2 separate regions of the Gossypium hirsutum genome follow, and region 1 is linked to region 2. A link is a contact called in public Hi-C data. All regions are on one chromosome and are shown on one strand. The core of a region is the stretch at or near the end of the contact, and the rest is flanking DNA. Distances in the headings are between cores, read along the strand shown. Region 1 holds the start of LOC107899984. Region 2 holds the start of LOC107899435 (LOB domain-containing protein 38).

The links. Hi-C and Micro-C count contacts between places; a contact is called where the count stands out from the background.
Region 1: a Hi-C map of leaf shows a contact between it and region 2, with 3 times the contacts expected there. The contact joins the promoter of LOC107899984 here to the promoter of LOC107899435 in region 2. A contact is called at or near these places in 10 of 34 Hi-C or Micro-C datasets (anther, callus, hypocotyl and 2 more).

Annotation. Positions count from the first base shown.
Region 1 is chrA11:64,297,050-64,303,701 of Gossypium_hirsutum_v2.1, forward strand. LOC107899984 reads left to right here and starts at 1,947. Exons shown (of 2, transcript XM_016825719.2): 1 at 1,947-2,268; 2 at 2,612-4,055. The coding sequence starts at 2,619. The coding sequence ends at 3,686.
Region 2 is chrA11:63,832,442-63,838,759 of Gossypium_hirsutum_v2.1, forward strand. It overlaps LOC107899435 (LOB domain-containing protein 38), which reads left to right and starts at 4,506. Exons shown (of 2, transcript XM_016825154.2): 1 at 4,506-5,121; 2 at 5,220-6,103. The coding sequence starts at 4,938. The coding sequence ends at 5,734.

The DNA.
Region 1 (6,652 bases), core at 697-3,196, 460 kb after region 2:
ACAAATAAATATAATAACAATAAATAATAATAATAATAATAAAAGGAAAAAGAATAGACAGTGAGGAACCGATGGGTGATGGTGGCAAACGGCAGTGGTGGTCGATGGGGTAGTGCGCTGTTGTGGTCGAAGGTGGGCCGACGAGAGGGTGTTTGTGCGGTGGTTAGGGACGGTGACGACTGAGTTTTGAGTTGGTGGAGTGATGAGGAGGGACGGGGGAAAGGGGAGATCGTGCATGGAAGAAAAGGAAAAGGGGGAAGGCAAGTGGTGGATAGTGGAGAGGGAAGGGTGCGATGGGAGGGAGGGGAGGGGGGTTTTGGTTAGGGGTGGTTGGGGAAGGGAAAAAGGAAAATGAAGGGAAAGGGGAAAGGGGGGAATCGTGAAGGAGAAGGAAGGAGAAAGGAGCGGTTAGGATGAGAAGGGAAGGGCTTGGGCGACGGTGGGAGGTGTGAATGGGAGTGAGAGAAAAAGGGGGCAAGGACGACTGTGGCCATAATGGGGGGTCAAATGGGGTAAAGGTAGTGTGGTCGTTAAGGGAAAGAAGTGAAGAAGGAAGAAGACAAAATAAAAAGAAAATGAAAAATTAGGGTTTTAAAGGGACACGATCATGTTTAGGCCCCTATTGGGCTACACAGTTGTGTCACATGCTCATGTGCCACTCCCTCAGGTCGTGTGTGATTTAAAACTCAAAGCCTAGTGGTCACACAGCCTCAAACATGGCCGTGTGTCACACACAACCGCGTGTCAGGCCGTGTGTGATTTTCTTTTGCTTCTCTCATGCCCGTGTGCGAGGCCGTGTAGGGCACACAATCTCACACACGCCTGTGTGACAGGTCGTGTCTCGCACATGGCCATGTCTATGACCTGTGTAACTATCTGGCTTGCAATTAAATTTGAAAAATTAACTCCAGTGTTCACACGCCCGTATCGCCAGGCCCGTGTGGATCATCTTAAGTCGTGTAACCATCAAAATTGGATTCAAATCCTAACTCTGTATTTGACTCTATATAAGCCCAAGACATGTAGTTAGGGGCCTTAAGTATCTATTGTACATGATTATGATTATGAATTGAAAATGTTTTGATATTTTCATAATTGTATTTTTTTCATATTTTTAATTGTTTATATATTTTCATAATTGTATAATTGTATAATTGAAAATGTTCTTATATTGACATTATTTTCATCGTTTATAATTCTATTGTATGTCTTTTTTTTCATATTTTTAATTATTTAATAACTCACATTAATTGTTTATATATTTTCGAGTATCTTAACTATTATATTATCGTGAAATATAAGAACATTCTTTTTAGAGAATAATGTTTATGAGCCTTTATTGGTAGGTGTACGTGAAACTTATGCCCTTATTGTTCATGTTAGTAATTTTATACCTATGATAATTTTATCTAGTTTTCAGGAATACTAGGTGAACAGCACTAAATTCTATCATGATTATGTTCGAAGAGTGAACTAAGTTGGGTCGGGTTTACCTAAGATTAAAAAAATCAAACTTAAGCATGGCCAAAAATTAGTTGAGCAACATTTCTAAATTAAAATATATCTCGATTGTAATTAGAATAGATTTGAACATGATTCATACGTGATGAAAATTAAAACATAATAAAATTTGAAGTAAAAATTTACCCATAATAAAATTCCAAATTTCCAAAACATATACCTTACCATTAAGTCAAAGTATTATTAATAAAAATATTTTTTTTAACTCCAAAATAAAATTAAAAATAACTCTCTTTTTTTTGTATTTTTTTTACTTAACTGTCTAAAAATTACATCAAATAAATTTTCTTAAATTCCTTATATTTAATAGCTTGTTTCTTATTAGATATTGTATTGATTAATAAATCCCTTTTTTCTTTTAGTTAAAATATTTTTCGTCAAAATTGGATTTATTGAAAATAGTTGGAGCTTTGACCTTTGTTGATAGATATTTTCTTTTTCCTCCCGGAAACTGCATTATATTCGGAAGGCTTAATTCTAAATTACGCAAAAACTGAGACGCTGATTGGACAATCCAACATTCGACCCAAAGCTCACCAGCTTAGCACTTAGCATAGTTTACACCCGTTTTCAAAACGCACATGTTTCTTTGACCATGATCACTTCAATAGAAGCTTTCAAAGCTTATTGCCCTAATCTCTTTGCTCTCTACTTTCACAAGCTTCTGATTGATTAATAATGCTTTTCTTTTTTGCTGCAAATTCAGTTCAACTTCTTTGAATTTAGTTATATAGTTCCTTAATTCAGGTGGGTTTTGCTTTGTTTCTATTTTACATTTTCTTTTTCCGTTGCTTACCATTACTGCTTTACTGTTTCTTTGTTTGAGACTGGTAGTTTCAAATTTTGTAGATTTATCTTTCTGGGTTTCTCTTTGATTTGTGGTTTTTGAATGATTTATTAGTTAAATGAAGTTACTTATTCTTAATGCAGTTTTTCATATGGGTTTTGTTTGTTTTGTTTGAATTTTAGTATTTTTTGGTCCCGTCTTGCTATCTTAGAGAATGGCATGGGGTTTTGGTGGTGACTTTGATTGATAATTAAGTAGGATTTTCATTTGGAAGTTGATTTTTTTTTTTGGCTGAAATTTTAGATTTTGGATGACAGTGATGAACTTGGAAACTGAAATGCCGGGTCGACGGCATTTTTCTCTAGTAGATACTTTAGAGCTGAAATCTCAGATTGAACGGAAGATTGGGCCTATAAAAACTGAGAAGTACTTTAATCTGCTCACTAGATTTTTGAGTCTTAAGATTGGGAAACCCGAGTTTGATAGGCTCTGCATTGGTATAATTGGGAGAGAAAATGTTCGTCTTCATAATCATCTCCTCAGATCGATTATTAGAAATGCTTCTCTTTCGAAGAATCATCCATCAACAGGGAACAAATTGGAAAGTGCTTTAAGTGTTAAAGCGGCGAATGGGTATCAAAGAAGTAATCTTAAGTCAATGTGCAAAGACTTTCCTCAATCCCCTCGTAAGGGAAGGACTACAAATCTCCGTGATCACAACCATCCAAGTCCTTTAGGGCCTCATGGGAAGAGCCGTGGTACTGTTTGTGAAGATGCAGTTCCAAGAGTTCAAGAACAGCAAAGTGCTACCGAGTTGCTTTCTTTGGGTAGCAGACCACCTATGTCCTTGGAAGAAGGAGAGGAAGTTGATCAAGTTGCAGGAAGCCCAAGCATTCGCAGTAGGAGTCCTGTTAGAGCTCCGCTTGGCATATCTTTGGATGCTAAAGGAATGCGAAAAGTGGCATGGAACGGATTAGCATCCACTTCTGAGACATGTCATTGCAAAGGTGAACTACCTGACACCGGTTCTTTGAGAAAAAGGTTGGAAAAGAAGTTAGAGATGGAGGGATTAAACATGTCAGTAGATTGTCCCAATTTGTTGAACAGTAGCCTTGATGTTTTCATGAAGAGATTGATAAAACCCTGTTTGGAATTGGCTGGTTCAAGGTCCAGACAGAAACTTATTGACCAAGGTCACAATTGGTCCACAGTCTCTTTGAACGGGATTTGGCCTTTGAGATATGCTCAAAAACAGAATGGGTCCATTTCTGTATCAATGTTAGACTTTCGAGTTGCAATGGAAATAAACTCCCCTCTCCTTGGGGTGGATTGGCCAACAAAACTTGAGAAGGTGTGCCTGCATGCTTCAGAAGAGTGAGCCGGAACTCACTATCCATTGGTTCGAGTTGAACCAGGTTCCGGTGCTAGAGCAATTTTGAGTTATTTCAGTTACGAAGTATGCTCTAACATTGATCTTGATTATTCCATTTTTTAGAACGGATGAAGTAAATAAGTATAAAGGCCAAAGGGGGTTTTGGATCAAGCCAATTAGGTTGTATACAGGTCATGGCTCTGATTTATCCTCGAGGTTTGACAGCTTAACATGGAGAAATCCAATTATATTGACACTTTGTAAGAATCTACCCGTTAGAAATAGGTTAGCAATTATCTCCACCTGTTACCTATAGTTGCTGTAGTTAACTGAAGACATATTTTCGTAATAATAAAGCATATATTTTAGCTTTCAGCTTGATCTTGTTGAATTTGTCATATGACCTTTCATTATCTACTATTTCCTTCCCTCTGATGTGGTTTGTCATTGTTTTACATTGATATATGCATCTATGCGGTAGTTAATTGCCCTGCCAGCATAAATGAACTTATATCCAGAGCAGTGCATTTGAATGCTGAAAATCATTCGTTGTGCGAAGCTCTGTATATCCTTACATGAGATGGATGTTTTTCACTTTTTGTATTTCTTTCTCATTACGCCTTTACCTGTGGACTTTTTGAATCATATCATTGCAAAAGTCGTCATTCGTACTTTTATGAGATCAGTCTGCTCTCCTTTTTATGGCATGCCAGTGCAGAACTCGAGCCTTTCGTGTTTTCTGCATTTCTAGTTGGATATTGTTTGGGCATATAGCGCAAATAATAGAGAACATGGTTTTATAGAAGCCATTTGCTCGTGTAGGAGGAACAAAAAGCGGTTAAGGAGGTGAAACATTGTCTTGATGACCAACCCCAAGGCTGATATCTCAATCGAGGTGGTCCAGTGGTACTTGCTCCTGTCATGCACTTCTTATGTTTCCCTCATTGTATGCAGGATCGGATCTAGAGAAATACCGAACCGAATATTGCCTATTACCGATGCTTAAAAGTGAGCTAAATAAACGGCTAAACTTAACTAACACTTGCAGTGAGTGGGAAGATCATTTTATGGATTGAAACTTATGCAAATTCTGATTTGATGAGCTGAGCTTAGCATTGATGCCTGTTTATAAAAGCAAAGCATAGTTGAACTCTTCTTGTTGTAGGTGTCTTGTAATTTTCCCTCCTTGACTTACAAGATTAAGACATCAATTTTCCATAGGCTTAAAATGATGGGGACCTACATACAATCGAATCTAAAAATCCAGAAAGAAGACAAGGCAAAATGTTAAAATAAAGACACAAAGAGACACGATGAGTTTGTGTGGCTAAGCTCAACATGACAGCAAGTAGTGGCTGGATCGGACAATGTATCCAAAATCATAACATCAGCCAGCCCCCATTATCTAAATACAAAAATTAAAAAGAGAGAGATCTGACTCCTAACCCTAAGCTGTTGTCTAAGCCACATCATGCTGTTTCCCCTAATTGGTTCGATTCTTCAATGTTTCGTGTCCCTTTTCAGTATCCCATTCGTCTTGCACACATAATTTTATTTTGTTTTATTTCTTTTTCTTGAATTCAGCAATATTTTAAAGACTTGTTTGAAATTTTTTGGTTGTTGAGGCTGAAAACAACAAAAGCTTTTCTCTTTTTCATCATTATTATTACTACTTACATAGACTTCTTTAAAATAACTATTTCAATAATATATTATTATTTTAAAATAAATGTCAGATTTAGTTCTTGTATTCTAATTTTATTAATGTTTATCATTCTATTTTTCAAATTTTAAAATTTAAGTATTGACTTAAATAATAGCAGTTAAATGTATTGGGTTAATTTTTGTTGTTAGTATCATACTATGTATAACTTGTGATTTTGCTTATATTTAACTCTATATACTTTTTCAAAATTTGAAAATTTAATCTTAAACAATATTTGTTAAATGTATTATTTAAAATAACATTATTTTTCTATTAGTATTATGTAAAAATAAAAAGTTGACATAATTGTACATGTACAATGATATCGCATAAAATTTTGAAAATAATAAATTATAAAAAATAAAAATAAAAAAGGAAAAGTCAAAATGATAAATGTTGTTAATCCTAATTGTTGGTCTCAAAAGACAATAGGTGCTTCATTTGTTTGTCTAAGACAATAATTGTAAGTAGATCCGTAAAGAATTAAGTGTTAATGAAAAGAAAGGAACATGGCGTGTTGTTCCACCGACTAATATGCAACCATAAAATAATGGTTAGATTCAGAGATTCCACCATCATTCATCATTATCTATCTTAATATATTAATTAATGCCTAATGATTCATTAATACTTAGTTTTTATCTTTTCTACCAATAATTCATGTTTAACATGTTACAATAAATAACAATTAATGCAGTTTCCATGTCTTCTTATACATTAAATCATTATTTTATGTGTTTTTTAACTCTTTCTTCTTGCGTAATTTACACTTTCACTTACTCAATTATTAGTAATCATTCAATTATGAAAAGTTATAAAATGATTACACAATTATTCGATTTTGTTTATTATTTGTCATTAGCCATTAAATCATTAATGAAAAGATGACATGACATCTTTTAAAATGAGCATATAATAATTTTAACCTTTAACATTTATATACTATGTCAATTTAGTCCTAATAAATTTAATACACAACATTTACATATTGTGTAATTTGGTCTTTTTAGAATTTTAATTCTCTTTATGACTTTTTCACCTAAAAAGCTATATAAATTTATCAACTAAATCAATGGCAAAGCGAAAGGAGTAAGCAAGGGTCCCCTTGATTAAATGGGAAAATATCCATTTAGCCCATCCCATAATATAAATCATTCAAATTGAATCCTTTAATTTTTGAATAAATGAAAAGTTTACATTTTTTGGCCCTCTCAAAAAATTAATAATGTAATGGAAGCATTTTAACAAAACCTTGGCTCCTCCAATA
Region 2 (6,318 bases), core at 3,256-5,755:
AAATCTTCTAGGATTAAATCTTTGTAAATGGTATCTTTTGGTTGATTTGGTGAATTGTATTTGAAAATAATTATTTTGTTAAGTGTAGCCTGTTGGAGCTAATTGGTATCTTGAGAATCAATATGTCATGTCATGACGCCAAGCATTTTTCTTTGCGATGAGATCTGAGCAGTATGTCAAAACGTGATATCGAGCATGGTCGTTGCAATGAGAAGCCAAGTCAGTATATTGCATTGTGACGAGGAACCCTGTCGTTGCGACGTCCACCTGGAATTTTGAAAACATTATGAATTGATCATAATTCAACTTCGAGTTAGTTATAGAGCTTTCACAAGCTTGTATAAGACCCGAAAATGAATACAAATCATTTTATGCATTTGTTTTGCTTATAATTAATTGTTTAATAATTTAATTCGAATGTAAATTGATCATAGTTGCTTTGACAATGTATGTGCACCTTATAACTCAAACCAGACAATCGGGTCGTGTATGGGGTGTTACAACAATAATGACTTTATATGTACAATCTATTACCCGGGGTTGCTTAAAAATGATGGTTTCTAATAAATATCTTGACCATATGGCATGCCAACTAGGGGTGAGAAAAACTAAATTTGATTCGAAAAAATTGGGAAAAAAATCAAATTTTGAGTTCATCCAATAGGGCTATTTGAGTACACTCGGATAAGTAATTTGAATTTTGAATTCGAGTCGAGTTAAAATTTGTAATTCAAATGACTCGAATAATTTGAATAACAGATTGGCAATCGGGTCATGTATGGGGTGTTACAGCAATGATGAATTTATATGTACAATCAACCACCTGGGGTTCCTGAGAAATGATGGTTTCTAATCAATATCTTGACCCTATGACATGCCAATTAGGGTGAGAAAAACTCAATTCGATTAAAAAAATTGAATTTTGAGTTCATCCAATCAAGTTATTTGAGTAAACTCGAATAAGTAATTCAAGTTTCGAGTTTCAGTCAAGTTAAATTTTGTAATTCAATTAATTTGAATAATTCGAATAACAGATTAGTGTAAAAAGTCTCTTAGTCCCTGCCAATTTTGGAAATAAGCGAGTTGGTCTCTCTTAACAAAAATTATAAAAACAATTCAAATTGATTTTCAAAAATTCAAAATAATTTTCAAAAAGTTCTAAATATATATGAAGAAAGTTAAAATTTTAAAAATTTTCTAAAATAATATTTTTGGGACCTAAATAAGTTAATTAATGGTTCAAGTTTATTATACTAAAGTATCTTATTTTTTATTATTTTACTTTGAAAAAGTTCTCAAATATATATGGTTTCAAAATTATGTGCTCTAACATGGAATTAATCATAATGTAACAAGATTTTAATTTAACATGTTTAATTTTTTTTAGTTTAACTCAAACAATTTCACTCAGTTTGGTTCGACTCTACTCTACTCGACTCAAATTTCATTTCACTCGACTTGATTTGAAAAAAATTTTAAATTGAGTTAGGAAGATAAAATAAGACTTTTCAACTAGACTAACTAAAAAAAAATTTACTCTATTCGATCGAACGTTCACCCCTAATGCCAACTATATCTGACTCTACTCGAACAGCTAATAGGGTAACCAAATTTTTTATTTTATTATATAGATCAATTCACTTTCAACCATTCCTGATTTATCATCAATTCATCATATTATATAGCATATTCCAACACAAATTCACACCAATTATCATATATCAATTAATTCATGAAATTTTCATTCTATTCAATTTAGTCCTTATCTCAATATTCAATCTCAACCATAACAATTCAATTTAAATAATCACTGACAACTCACCTCAATACCATATAATGTAAAATGTCATGAATATAGAATAACTAAATTGATCACGAACCATAAAAATACAAACCAAATTTTCGAGTCACTCATTAACAACTTTCGTTTTTCTTTTTCTTTTCGAAGGTTTTGCATCGATGTTGGCTACGTATAATCACAAAACATATAACACATCAATTTTAATTCAATTCACAATCAAATAGAATATCAAGCATATTTTACAATTTATTCAATTTAATCCTTAAACCTAGGACAAGCATAACTTTCGATCTAAAGCTTTAAATTAAAATCCAATTTCACATATACTCATTAGGAACCTCCTAATTTCTATTATTACTAAAATTTCATAATATTTTTTCATTTTATTCAATTTGGTTCCTACGAAACTAACAATTAGATTTTACAATTTAGTCCTTTTCATTAACTAAACTTAATTTCTATCAATTTCACACTTAATTAATCCAATTCTCAACAATGGAAACTTATAAAAACTTCAAAAATTGAAAAAATTGATATATGAGCTAGCTAAATCAAGCTCTCATGATTTAGTTTCCATAAAAATTCAAGAAAAATGGCTAGTGACTTACTTAAATATAGTGGTCGAATGTTCAAACTAAGTTAAAGTTTTCTTCTTCTTTTTTTCTTTCTAATGGTTTCGATGGCTTAAGGGAGGAAGATGACAACTTCCCAGTAAGTGTTTTCTTTATATACTAATATTAATCCTTAGTTAATCTTAATTTATTCTTTAATTAAACTATTTTTAATTAATAACTTAACCTTAAACAGTTTATCATTACCATCCACTGGCTATATGAAAACAATGGTTTAATAGCCATTTTAGTCCATAGGATAATTACTATCTAGGTCCCTAAGTCATTCCTAATTAAAAATCTATAGCGATTGGAATTTTACAATTTAGTCCATGGACCTTAATTAACCACAATTTCATCTAAATTTTTTAATCGAATTTCAATTCATCTATATAGTAACTCCATAAATATCTCTATTTAATATTTACTAACTTGAGTTATAGAAAACAAGGTCTCAAAATCACAATTTTCGACACCATTGGAAACCAGGTCATTACAAATGCAATCAAGGAAGAAACCTAACCTTCTTCATTTGAGGTGTTCCCAAAACCAGAATATCATGATGATAATATTGGTGAATTTACTGAATTTGAGTACCAAGCCCAAGAAAAGGTTAATATGAATCCGAATGTGCTAATAATCTGAGCTGCAAGGTGAACCTGATAGTTTTTATCTACTGAGCTATTATCTATCTACATATGAGTAGCCAAGCTATTATTGGACACTCAAACTTAACACACATGGGCAAAAATTTCTTGAATATGCTCACAAATTGCTCAATTTGAATTAATGTTCGATTGAAGACAATAGTGAGTTTGCAGTCACCAACTTATTCCGTCAAAAAATTTTGTGAAACTCAACAATGATGTAAAAAAAGTTTTGGTTGTGTGAAAAAATCAATGAAGGGAAAGGCTATTTATAGGCATGGTAAAAAAATTATATAGAACTCGACATCTATGTGTTTCGATGTCCATTGAATGAATTTACTAAGATTAGGTTAACCCCAAATGATGAAATTTAAAATATAGAAGAACTCAACACCCATTATGTTCTTGTGAATACATTTATTAGAGTTATGTTTTCCAAACTGATAAAATTTTAATTAAAGTAGACTTGAACACTACTTTTTAAGGTTAAAATCCTTAAAAGTCAAAAATTAAATGCAAACAAATTATATATAACTCGACATTCATGAGTGTTAAGGTCTTCTTTTATTAAATACAATTAAAAAGCTAATAGTCATCACTAAATGAAAATACCCTGGTGTTTATTTTGCAATCAACTCGACACTTGTAGGTGTCAAGATCTTTGAATATACACTAGATGCACTTTTTGTACTTTCCGAGAATCTTGGGCTTGGAAATAAAATCAACTGCTTTACTCTTAAAGAAACCTGACACTCGTGAATATTAAACTACTATTCTAAAAAACAACCTTAAAAATATCTATTTTAGTAACTAATTTTTTTCACTATATTCAAATAAAAAACAAATTAACTTGAGGTAATGATAAATATATATATTGTAATTCATGGAGAGGGATTCACTTTAGGCTTATTCATGGGTCGGGCCACCTGGCCCGGCTTGAAGGTCCACTCGAAATGTGGGAGGGTTTGAGAAAAAATTAGATTCGAAAAATAGGCTTAGATAAAAAAATAAGGTCTGTTTAAAAAACTTTAATTTGTTCAATAAATATTAATATATACACTTTTTAGATCGATATGATAAATATATCAGATCGATTTGAAAATGTATATGCATGAAAAGTATTATTATATCAAAAAATTCAGAAGTTAAATAATTAAATCATTAATTATACAAAAATATATAGAAGAGTACAAAATCATTTTTAACTTTAAAGTTTAAGAACCAATTTAAAATGAGAATTACAGTAAATTATTAATTATATAAAAATATATAGAAGAGTACAAAACCATTTTTAACTTTAAAGTTTAAAAATCAATTTAAAATGAAAATTACAGTAATTAACTTTAAAATTTTTATAAATATTAATAATTTGGACTGAAATATAAAGTTAATAATTGTAATAAATTTGACCAGTTAATTATTTTTTAAAAAAATAAATATAAGAAAACTTAAAACTGGGAAGTAGGGGAATCTTATGTAAAAGGGAAAAGAAATTTTCCAACGGTGGAGCGACAAGCATTCGCGGAAACACGGGGCCGCTCATGCCCAGGACTTTGGAATCTATAACCTCTTCACTTCCCCTCATCCCAAGGCACTGTTCCCACACTAAACCCACTACTCCCCGCTAACCCAACCCCCTAACTCAACTCAACTCCTGGGTTTAGTCTCCCTTCCCCCCTCCCCGCCTCTTTAAAACCCTCCTTCCTCTCTCATTTCTCACCCTTATTCTCTCTCTCTTCCATTTCTCCATTGTTAACACCAGCCAGCCACCCTGCCTGCGCAACCAAGTTTCAGAGAGTACATTGGTTTTCATGCTAAGCCAGGAAAAGTGTAGTACTACATAGTTGTTGAGTTGAGTCTTGAATCTTGAGTCCGATCATGAGTTGCAACGGCTGCCGAGTCTTACGGAAAGGCTGCAGTGAGTCTTGTATATTACGTCCTTGTTTGCAATGGATTGAGAGCCCTGAAGCTCAAGGCTACGCCACTGTTTTCGTTGCCAAGTTTTTCGGCCGTGCTGGTCTCATGTCCTTTATTTCCGCCGTTCCTGAATCTCAACGCCCTGGTATGCCCATGCCCTCTATCTTTTCTCTCTTTTTGTTCTTCTCTTATTGTTTCTCATACCAAATTCTGACTCCAATTGCTTCTTAATCTTTGGATCAGCTTTATTCCAGTCGCTGTTGCTCGAAGCTTGTGGGAGAACAGTGAACCCTGTGAACGGAGCCGTGGGGCTTTTGTGGACCGGAAACTGGCACGTTTGCCAAGCGGCGGTGGAAACCGTCCTGCGAGGAGGATCTCTACGTTCCATGCCTGAACTCATGTCTCCGACGCCAGCATCCGACAAAACGTCCGAAGCCACGTGCACGGACATGTGGAAATTGCGAGAGACATCCACGAATCTCAACTCCAACTGTCGATTCTCAAATTCGAGATCCAGGGTTTCACCCAAGCGTAAAAGAGTCGAAGAAGAATTCAAGAAACTACAGCCCTCTGATCTAGATCTTGGCTTGACCCCGAGCTTTACAGGCAAGCGAGCTACCGATAATCGACGACCAGGGACTCCGTCTATGAACTCGGAGGAATCTGTGACGACGACGTGCTTCGAAAGTGTTTTTGCAGATCAACAAGGGCAAGGCAGCAGAGGAACTGATAAAAAATTACTCAAGTTGTTTGTTTGAAGAGGAGGGTTTTTTTTTTTTTGGAATGATCTAGTTTCGATGTAATATTCTTCATTTCTACCGCTACCACCACCGCAACCGGGGTTTAGATTATTTTTGGATACTTCTGGGGAGGTGTTTCCCCGGAAATGAATTTTCCGGCGAGTTTGTGTATTATCGGCACATGGGATTTCTCTCTTTTTTTACTTTTTATCGGATTATTTTTTGGTGTTAAAAGCTGTGAAATTAGAGAGAAAAATGAGAATCTGTCGGTGATCCTTTAAAATCAATTTTCTTTGGCTACTATGTAACCCTTCTCTTTTCATGATCTTTGTGTTTAAGTCATGATTGTATGCATGGCACGAATAAATCAGACTTATATTTTTCCCAGTTTATGATCTTAGATGAGAGATCAAAGCTTTAGTTGTTTTGTTTTTTAAGAATTTCTGATTGGTCAGGAAATTATCAAGTATACCCCACTATTTATTTCTAATCTAAATCATCACCCACTCTTTAATTAAAATCAAGACTTCAACATATGTTTTCATTCTTAATGGCCATATATATGTGATTCACAAATTTTAATAATAAATTATGATGCTCAT